Regions from separate parts of the Mus musculus genome. Here regions 1 and 2 are each linked to region 3. A link is a contact called in public Micro-C and promoter capture Hi-C data. All regions are on one chromosome and are shown on one strand. The core of a region is the stretch at or near the end of the contact, and the rest is flanking DNA. Distances in the headings are between cores, read along the strand shown. Region 1 holds the start of Cand2 (cullin-associated and neddylation-dissociated 2 (putative)). Region 2 holds the start of Mkrn2 (makorin, ring finger protein, 2). Region 3 holds the start of Tamm41 (TAM41 mitochondrial translocator assembly and maintenance homolog).

What was found. Promoter capture Hi-C pulls out the DNA fragments that hold promoters and counts their contacts. A called contact is a pair of places that touch in the nucleus more often than the background predicts.
Region 1: a contact with region 3 is called in a promoter capture Hi-C map of hippocampal neurons, with 5 times the contacts expected there. The contact joins the promoter of Cand2 here to the promoter of Tamm41 in region 3. A contact is called at or near these places in 7 of 39 promoter capture datasets (the 3T3-L1 cell line, embryonic stem cells, hippocampal neurons and 3 more), 2 of 115 datasets of contacts at active chromatin or transcription factors (pancreatic cancer cells and stem cell-derived neural progenitor cells) and 1 of 9 other capture datasets (adipose tissue).
Region 2: a contact with region 3 is called in a Micro-C map of the HL-1 cell line, with 4 times the contacts expected there. The contact joins the promoter of Mkrn2 here to the promoter of Tamm41 in region 3. A contact is called at or near these places in 4 of 39 promoter capture datasets (the 3T3-L1 cell line, hippocampal neurons and stem cell-derived epiblast-like cells), 3 of 484 Hi-C or Micro-C datasets (the HL-1 cell line, embryonic stem cells and pancreatic cancer cells), 2 of 115 datasets of contacts at active chromatin or transcription factors (astrocytes and embryonic stem cells) and 2 of 9 other capture datasets (adipose tissue and liver).

Annotation. Positions count from the first base shown.
Region 1 is chr6:115,773,292-115,776,104 of GRCm38.p6, reverse strand. Cand2 (cullin-associated and neddylation-dissociated 2 (putative)) reads right to left here and starts at 1,548. Exons shown (of 15, transcript NM_025958.2): 1 at 1,427-1,548. The coding sequence starts at 1,494. It overlaps Mir7660 (microRNA 7660), which reads right to left and starts at 448; the gene lies at 386-448.
Region 2 is chr6:115,600,356-115,603,431 of GRCm38.p6, reverse strand. It overlaps Mkrn2 (makorin, ring finger protein, 2), which reads right to left and starts at 1,494. Exons shown (of 8, transcript NM_023290.3): 1 at 1,419-1,494. The coding sequence starts at 1,444.
Region 3 is chr6:115,036,281-115,039,370 of GRCm38.p6, reverse strand. It overlaps Tamm41 (TAM41 mitochondrial translocator assembly and maintenance homolog), which reads left to right and starts at 1,497. Exons shown (of 8, transcript NM_026894.1): 1 at 1,497-1,721. The coding sequence starts at 1,587.

The sequences.
Region 1 (2,813 bases), core at 299-2,798, 740 kb before region 3:
GGCGGGGGTTGGGAGGAGGCTCAGGCTCTTGGTATTCAGACTTTTAAAAATAGAAACCATTCTCATATGCTCAGGGTGGTTTTAGGTGTCCTCAACGCTGCTGGCAGGGACAGATTTAAAGGGCTTCTCAGGCCCTGAGTGATAGAGCCAACTCCCTGATAGGCCCAGGAGTCATTCCCTCAACTCTGGCAGGCCATGTGACTTTGAGTAAGTCAAAGCCCCCTCCAGACTTCTGGAGAACAGAAAGAACTTGGGCCCAAAGAACAAAGAACAGTCTACCAGGACCTGCCCCGTTTCCCTGCACAGAGTCAGGACAACCATTCACAAAGCACTTACCTGCTACCTAAAGCACAAACAGCTAAGCTAAGGCTCAGAGGGCATGGAGTACTTTGCCCATCACTTACAGATCTAGTTAGTGATGGTTGCCGAGATCTGAAGCCAGGGCAAAGGATCCCAAGCCCTACTACCACTGTGGGGCTTAGGGCTGCACAGAGATTTTTGAGGACTGTATTTACAGGACACGGAAAAGGTCAGACCACACAAATAGGCTTCTGGCCCCTCCGGACTGGCTAGATTGGGAATCCCACTGACACCTCCAACTCTGCTTGGCCCTACCGTTAGCATTGTATCCAGGCCCTTCATGTCCCTGAACCTAATTTTCCCTGTTTGTAATCGGAGGGATAACTACTGTGACAGAAGACTCAGAATGGTGCACTGTCCTGTTGACTTGAGGGTCCACAACTGACCAACAACCCCTTTTTATCACTGAACCTCAGTTTCCCCTGCAAGAGGGGCTGCATCAGATATTCCCATTCCTCTTGCCAACTCTGTTCCTGTGTTTCTGTGGTGTTTGGAGAGGAGGATAGGAGAAAAAGAATGGGGGAGAGAGATAGCCCTCACCCCAACCTTTGCTTCCTGCTCTAAACCATCTTGGGAGAGGAGGGGAATAAGGAAGATGGGGTGGTGATGAGGGGCCAGGGAGAAAAGGCACGGGATGAAAAGAAAGAGATGAAAGAAAAGTAAAGTTTGTTAGGGTTAGGAGACCCGGTAGGGGTACAGGGTGCGGGGGATGGGGTAACCTAGAGACCGGGCAGAAGTGTGGGTCTCGGAAGATAGCCTTGGATGGAGGTTGTGCAGGGAAGCGGCCTGTTTCAATGAGGGTCAGAAGAGGACTGCACTGGGTTCCAAAGAGAGGCCGACGGGGACTTCACTGGAGAGCCTGGGGGGCGCCCAGTGTTGGGGACTTGAGAGGCCAGCACAGCAAAGGCGGGAAGAGGCTGGGGGCGGGGCTGCAGGCCCAGCCAGGCCCAGGCGAAGAGGCCGGGGGCTCCCACAGGGGTCCGCAGGGGGGGGGCAGGGGAGCAGAGGGGCGGCCGGGACAGGCTGAGACCCCTGAAAACGAGTCCCGAGCCCCCACAGGGCGCACCTGAAGTCTTTGTCGCTGGACGTCATCTTCTCCAGCAGGCTGGAGATGTAGAAGGCACCGGTACTCATGCTGGCTGCGCCGCGGGGTTGCGGGTCGAATCGAATATGGCGGCGCGGCCTCCCCTCCCCTCCACCACGCCCCCTCCCCCACCGGCCACGCCCCTTCTCTCTCTCTCTCTCTCTCTCTCTCTCTCTCTCTCTCTCTCTCTCTCTCTCTCTCTCTCTCTCTCTCTCTCTCTCTCTCTCTCTCTCTCTCTCTCTCTCTCTCTCTCTCTCTCTCTCTCTCTCTCTCTCTCTCTCTCTCTCTCTCTCTCTCTCTCTCTCTCTCTCTCTCCCCTCCTGTCCCGAGCAGGACTGAAGTAACGGGCCTGGCCCCCTCTCCTGGACAGCTCTGCTCAGCATGGGCACCAGCAGCTCACCACCCGGCCCTGACCACGCCTTCTCCCGATTGTGCCTTGAAGACCCCTTGACTTTGCTCTCTCAATGGCACTCATGCAAACAGGGACATGGGATGGCAATTCCAGATTCTACCAGGTTCCACACAGCCAAAGAACCTGAGATGAATTAAGGACGGACTTCAGGTTCCCAAAGCCGAGAGCAATAGCTGTTCCCTAAAGTTGATCACAGTTTTCCCCAGTTAGGAGGTGTGTGTGTGTGTGTGTGTGTGTGTGTGCGCGCGCGCGCGCGTAGATCTTTAGGGGGACTCTTTAAACTGGAAAGGAAGTGTCGCTTCAAATCTCTGCTACCTAGCTTGGGGAGTCACACAACCTCTGCTGGCTATTTTTAGTTACTCAAAGGAATAAAAGAAACCTTTATCTTTCTTGCTTTGTTTTGTTTTTTCTTTTTTGTTTTTGTTTTTGTTTTTTGAGACAAGGTTTCTCTGTATAGTAATTGCTGCCCTGAAACTCACTTTGTAGACCAGGCTAGCCTCAAACTCAGAGACCTGCCTGCCTCTTTCTCCCAGGTATTGAGATTAAAGGCATGCACCAAGACCCTGGTTAAGAAAGTTTTATCTTAAATGTATTAAAATTTCTGTTTTGGTTCTTCTCTACCACAGAGCCACACCCTCAGGTTGGTAAAAGGAAATCTAGGGGGCTGGGGTGTCTCATACCTGCAATTCCAGAACTTGGCAGGTGAAGGCAGGAAGGCAGGAGGATCAAAATTTCAACCTTGGCTACATAGATCCTGTCTTTAGAAAAAAAGATAAAGAAAGGAAGGATTTAAATGAGACATCTGCTACATCTTTGATTTCCGACTCCTAATCCAACTTCTCTTCCTCTAGATGACTGAACAGTGGCTACAAAGTCCCAAGCCTTGGAGGCTAGGGACCTCTACATTTCTCCTAGTCTTCTTGCTCCTGTCTCGCTCACACCTATGTGGCCATCCCA
Region 2 (3,076 bases), core at 245-2,744, 560 kb before region 3:
GCTGTGATAAATCACCAGGACCTAAAGCGACTTTGGGAGGAGAGCTTAGACTTGTAGGTATCTTCTACTTAAGTGTCTTACTCCATCACTATGGGAGGCCAGTGCAGGACTCCAGGCAGGAGCTAATGCAGAAGCAAGGAGAGTGCTGTTGACTGGCTTGACCCTCTTGGCTTGCTCAGCCTTTCTTACTGCACCCAGGACCACTAGCCCAGAGGTGGCACCACCCACAGTGAGCTGGGTCCTCCCACATCAGTTATCAACCAAGAGGTTCCCTCTTCCCAAATGATGATGTCTCATGTCAACTTTGTCAAGTTAACACAAAACTAGCATATGCATACACACAGACACACACAGACATACACAAACTGCAGTTTTCTGATTACTACTTAACATAAACCACCTGGGACCTTGGTACATGGTTCAACCCTTAATATCTTAAGTCGAACAGAACTCTTCATAAAGGTATTAGTTCTAGGAGTCTGCACTAATGAGAAATAACAAGGTCATTAAATGCTTACCACATATCCAAACTACATCTCAATTTCTTAATTTACTGAAACCAACTAAAGTCTGTATAAGCCGAGGCTCCTTTAATCCAAAAAGCTTGGGCTCAGGAGAGTCTTTAATTTTTTTTGTACTTTACAGTATTTTCATGTACATAAGGTCTTGGGGATAGTACAAGAGTCTAAACACAGAATTCATCATTTCACATATGCTTATACACATACCCTGAAAAAGTTCTCTGTGTAGCCTTTGCTGTCCTGGACTCCCTCTATAGACCAGGCTGGCTTCAACTAACTGAGATCCACCTGCCTCTGCCTCCCAGTGCTGGGATTAAAGGCGTGCGCCACCACCGCCCGCCTTCTATTTAGGTATCTTAAGAGTATTGGATTTTGGAGCCTTTTGAAATTTGGGTTTCCACAGTCGGGATTCTCACAAGCCTTACTTCCCAAGCTGCACCTCCTGAGCATGCAAACTCACAGGACTAGACCCCAATGACAGCCACAAGCTCGTCACCAAGTTAGTACGTTGCTACTCAACCCAACTATTTTTGTTTCAAAATAGTAGTCACGGAATAGTTTTCTGCTTTCCACTTCGTCTAACAAGCCGCCTTTCTGTTCCTAAATGGGTGTCGCTTTACCTCTGGTGGCCTCGGTTTCCTGCATCTCGAAATGGGACTCTTCGGAGGCTCAGTGGTGATGCTGGATAAGAAATGCGACCTGCCCGTGTTTCCCCGCAATCGCCCTCGCTCACTCTCTGCAAGTCGCGGTTGCAGCAGCTCTTGCCGCTCTAGCCTCTATGCGGCCTTCCTGCGCGTTATCCGCGCTGTCCGCCCCCCGCCACCGCCCGCCTCGGCCCCTCGCCTCCCTCCCTGGCTGCCCCGCAGCGCCCAAGGCCCAGAGGGGCCGCGCACTCACCTGCAGGTGACCTGCTTGGTGCTCATGGCGGCGGGGCCACGGGCTGGAGTCGCACTGAAACCTCAGAGCCGCCAGCGCCGTGGCCCAGCCCGGCCCCGCCCCGCCCTTCCCCGCCCCGCCCCGCCCCCCGCGGAGTCGCGTCACTCCTGCGCGCGCCACCCTCGTTCGTGCGCTACTTCTAAGGTGCCGCCCGGAAACCTAACCACCATCACAATGGGTTCCGCCAGGGCCTGGAGCCGGAAGGTCCCTACTCCTTAGTAGTCCGGATCCCAACTTTCTGAGGCTAAGGGTCTGAGCATGTCTAGTATACTGAATTTACCAATCATCTGCGAGGCCCTTACTTCTAGGGTTCGGCCCCCATCTCTCAAGGCAGTCTTTTAAGATGATGATGATGATGATTGATGATGTTAATGATGATAAAAGTAATTTTACTATTTATCTTTATTTTATGATATGAGTGTTTTTGCCTGCATGTGTGGCTGTACACCAAGTGGAATGCAGTGCTGGTGCAAGCCAGAAGAGGGAGTTAGATCACCTGAAACTGGAGTTGCAGACGATTGTGAGTTACCATGTCGGTGCTGGGAACTGAACCCTGGTCCCCAACTAAACAGCCAGTGCTCCTAACCACTGAGCCATCCTCTAGTAAGAATTTTTATTTATTTATTTATTTTTGGATAATTTCATACATGTGTACAATGTATTTGATTATATCCACACCAAATATCCTCTCCCCGTACTGATCTTTTTGTGTACATACATACATACATACATACATGCATACATACATACATACGTACATAACTCAAGGCAGGAATCTGGAGGCAGACACTGAAGCAGTATGTACATATATATAATTTGGATTTTTGCAAACTACAGTTGTGTTATCAGCTTTGAAAAAGTGTCTCCTGGTTTATTGTGTTGAGTTGGCATTGTATAGAAATGAACAGCAGGGGGCTGGAGAGATGGCTCAACGGTTAAGAGCACTGACTGCTCTTCTGAAGATCCTGAGTTCAAATCCCAGCAACCACATGGTGGCTCACAACCAGCCGAAATGAGATCATGAGATCTGGTGCCCTCTTCTGGTGTGTCTGAAAACAGCAACAGTGTACTTACATATAATAAATAAATTTAAAAAAGAAGAAGAAGAAAAAATGAACAGCATAGTACTCTGGAAACATTATGGGTATTCTTTTCATTTTATAGAGGTGGTACACTGTAAAAACAGGTAAGGACTTCTGAATGCTCAGCTCTAAATAGAACATGTGTGCCAATACCCTGACCTTGCTAGCAAGGCTCTGAGAATATCATGGAAGGGGGAGAAAGAATGTAAAAGCTGGAGGGTTGGGAGAGTGCCATGGAATGCTGTCTCCCGACATGACATAGCTTTAGACTTAGGAACACTCAGTAGCTGTGGCTACCTACAAAAGATCTGCAGAAGACTGTGCCCACGGCCAATTGTGGTAGTGCATGCCTGTGATGGTTTGTATGTGCTTGCCCAGAGAATGGCACTATTTGAAGGTGTGGCCCTGTTAGAGTAGGTGTGTTAGTGTGAGTGTGGGCATTAAGATCCTCATCCTAGCTGCCTGGAAGTGAGTCTCCCACTAGCAGCCTTAAGACAAAGATGCAGAGCCGGGCGTGGTGGCTCACGCCTTTAATCC
Region 3 (3,090 bases), core at 248-2,747:
ATTGGATAATTTTTGCTTTTGATTGTGACTGTGCCCTGATATTTTTCCCTCTTGAAGGAAGGAAGTATTTTAGTGGATCCCACAGTTAAGAAACTTTTAATTGTAAAAAGAGTTTGGATTTTAAAAGAGATGGATATTTTAAAGAGATTGAAATTTTAAGAATATGTAAAGACGCTCTTAGCGACCGGGACTGCTCTAAGGTCTGCCCCGCGCAGGACAGCAGACAGCGTGTTCTACCATCTTTCCCCAAGCCTCTGAATAAAGTGTTTAAACAAGCCCCCCCCCAAAAAAAAGAATATGTAAAGACTGTGGGACTTTTAAAGTTATTTAGATCTTGGGGATGAATAAGAATGTAAGGGTTGAGGCTTACTAGTGATGTGTTTGTGTATCAGGTTGACAAGGGGTCAATTGTACTGGCTAGTTTTGTGTCAACTTGACACAGCTGGAGTTATCACAGAGAAAGGAGCTTCAGTTGAGGAAATGCCTCCATGAGATCCAACTGTAAGGCATTTTCTCAATTAGTGATCAAGGGGGAAAGGCCCCTTATTGGTCAGACCATCTCTGGGCTGGTAGTCTTGTATTCTATAAGAGAGCAAACTGAGCAAGCCAGGGGAAGCAAGCCAGTAAAGAACATCCCTCCATGGCCTCTGCATCAGCTCCTGCTTTCTGACCTGCTTGAGCTCCAGTCCTGACTTCCTTGGTGATGAGCAGCAATGTGGAAATGTAAGCTGAATAAACCCTTTCCTCCCCAACTTGCTTCTTGGTCATGATGTTTGTGCAGGAATAGAAACCCTGACTAAGACACCATCCCTGAAGGGGCAAGAAGACTTCTCTGACTCTAAAATTGAATGCAAATGTGAGGGAATATTTATACAATATGTTTCCTTTTATGGAACATTTATTTATTATCAGACTTGAAAAAGACCTTTAACATGAAGAAACCACAGTCAGTTTCTAGCAATCACAATCCCCTGGGCCGGCATGTTTTACATTTCTTTTGTTTTTCTAAATCTTCAAATGCTCCTACAACTTGGCACTAGAGGTGATAGCTCCACAAGGTTGTGAATGAGGTAGTTCATGCTTTCATCTTAGCCCTTTGGAGACAGAGGCAGGTGGATGGCTGTGAGTTCGAGGCCAGCTTTGTCTATATAGCAAATTCCAGGGCTGTTGCACAGTGAAACCCTGTCTGAATGCTTTGAGGCCAGCCTGGTCTACAGAGTTAGTCCAGGACAGACAGGGATACACAGAGAAACCCTATCTCAAAAAAAAAAACAAAAAGCAAAAAGAAAATCAATATAAGGATGATTTAATTAATTAAATGGTTTAATAACCATTCGTAGTTTTAGTGCTACAAAGGATTTGCTAGGCTCTATAGCAGGTTGTCACAGGATAGACATGTAATGTGCTCCTCCGCCGGCTAGAGGGCGCTACGGAGCCTCGGCCTCCCCGCAGGTTGCCAGCTGCCCGCTCTGAAGCGCGCGTGCGTGGAGGGGCGGGACCGGGCGGAAGCGCGGTCCGCACGACCGGGAATTGCGAGCACAGGGTCGGCACAGCACCGTCTGTCCCACCGGCGGGCCAGCCCGCCCATGGCGCTGCAGGCGCTGCACAGCTCGGGCGTGGGCCTGCGCAGGATCCTGGCTCACTTCCCGGAGGACCTGAGTTTGGCCTTCGCCTACGGCTCCGCGGTGTATCGCCAGGCAGGACCCAGTGCCCACCAGGAGGTGAGTCGGAGGCCCCCTAGTTCCCCGACCAGTCCCATGCCTGGCACCTGTTCGCCCTCGCCGTTCCTCGCATGCCTTTCATTCCTGCGGAGCCCGGACACGCCAAGAGCCAATTGTTGAAATGTTCATCCTAGCAAAGTGTCCTTCGGTGTGAGCGGAATTTGGATTTCCCTGGTCAGGGTTGGCTGAAGGCTGCCCTCGAACTCACAGTACTGGAATTAAAAGGCTCGTGTTGTCACGCCAGGCAAATCTATATGTTTACATTTACTTAGTGATTATATAGCAAGCGCACCTGTACTTCTGCGCACACTTGAAGGTCACAGGACGACTTGAGGGAGTTGTTTCTCTCCTTGCACCACGTGGGTCGTGGTAGGTTGAACTCAGTTTATCTGGTTTGGCAGCAAGTGCTATTATATGCCGATCCATCACCAGCCTGAGCTGATAGGATAAGTGAGGCATGAGTAGTCTGTCTCCAATCTAAGTTGGGAGTGATGAGGAAGAGGTGGTGGCATTGCAGAGATGTAGTGGGAAGGGGGAAAAAACAAAGTAGCAGGTCCTACTTAAGTGTTTTCAGCCTTTGTCATTGGAGTTTTCCATAGCTTTTTAGCAATACAAAGACTGGTTTTGTCTGCAGGGATTGATTTCATTGGCCTAGGACTTTAGCAGTGTGTAAAACATCCCAGGTGACTAATTGGAAGCTAACTTTGAAAATCCCATCGAAAGATAAGGAGAAAATACGGAATGATCCGTGGGCTTCAGGAAGTTGATGGACTGGGTGTAGGGCCCAGGCAGGTAGCACATTTATTCAGGTCAGCACATTGAACAGGAATCTAGTTAGGATTGAGGCTTGTTACTCCAGAGTACGGAGTCTCAGTCACTGTACAGTAGGGCATCCTGGGTCTAGCTCCTGGCCAGGTCTTTCTTCCAGTTAAAATTCACCTGGTGTTTCTTGAATTTCTTCTACATCCTACCGATTTTCTCTAACAAATGGGAAAGTATGGATCATGGGCATATGAGAAATTGTGAGCTGTCCAGTTACTTCATATAGATTATCATAATTATACATTTTTTTTTTTACAATCATCCTTCAGTCAGGCATTGTGGTGTACCCACTTGTAATCCCAGCTTTAGGGAGACAGAAACCGGTGGATCCCTGGGGCTTCCTGGCTCCCGGCATACTTGGCAAGCTCCAGGTCAGTAAGAGACCCTGTCTCAGAAATAGATTAGATGGAGCGTGGGAGCAACAATCCGCGCCCTCTGACCTGCAAACATGGCTTCATATATCTGTACATACATGAAACTATCCATGTTACCTCCGAATCTTAAGTAATATCACCGATGGTTTAAGACCAGCCTGGGAAACAGCATT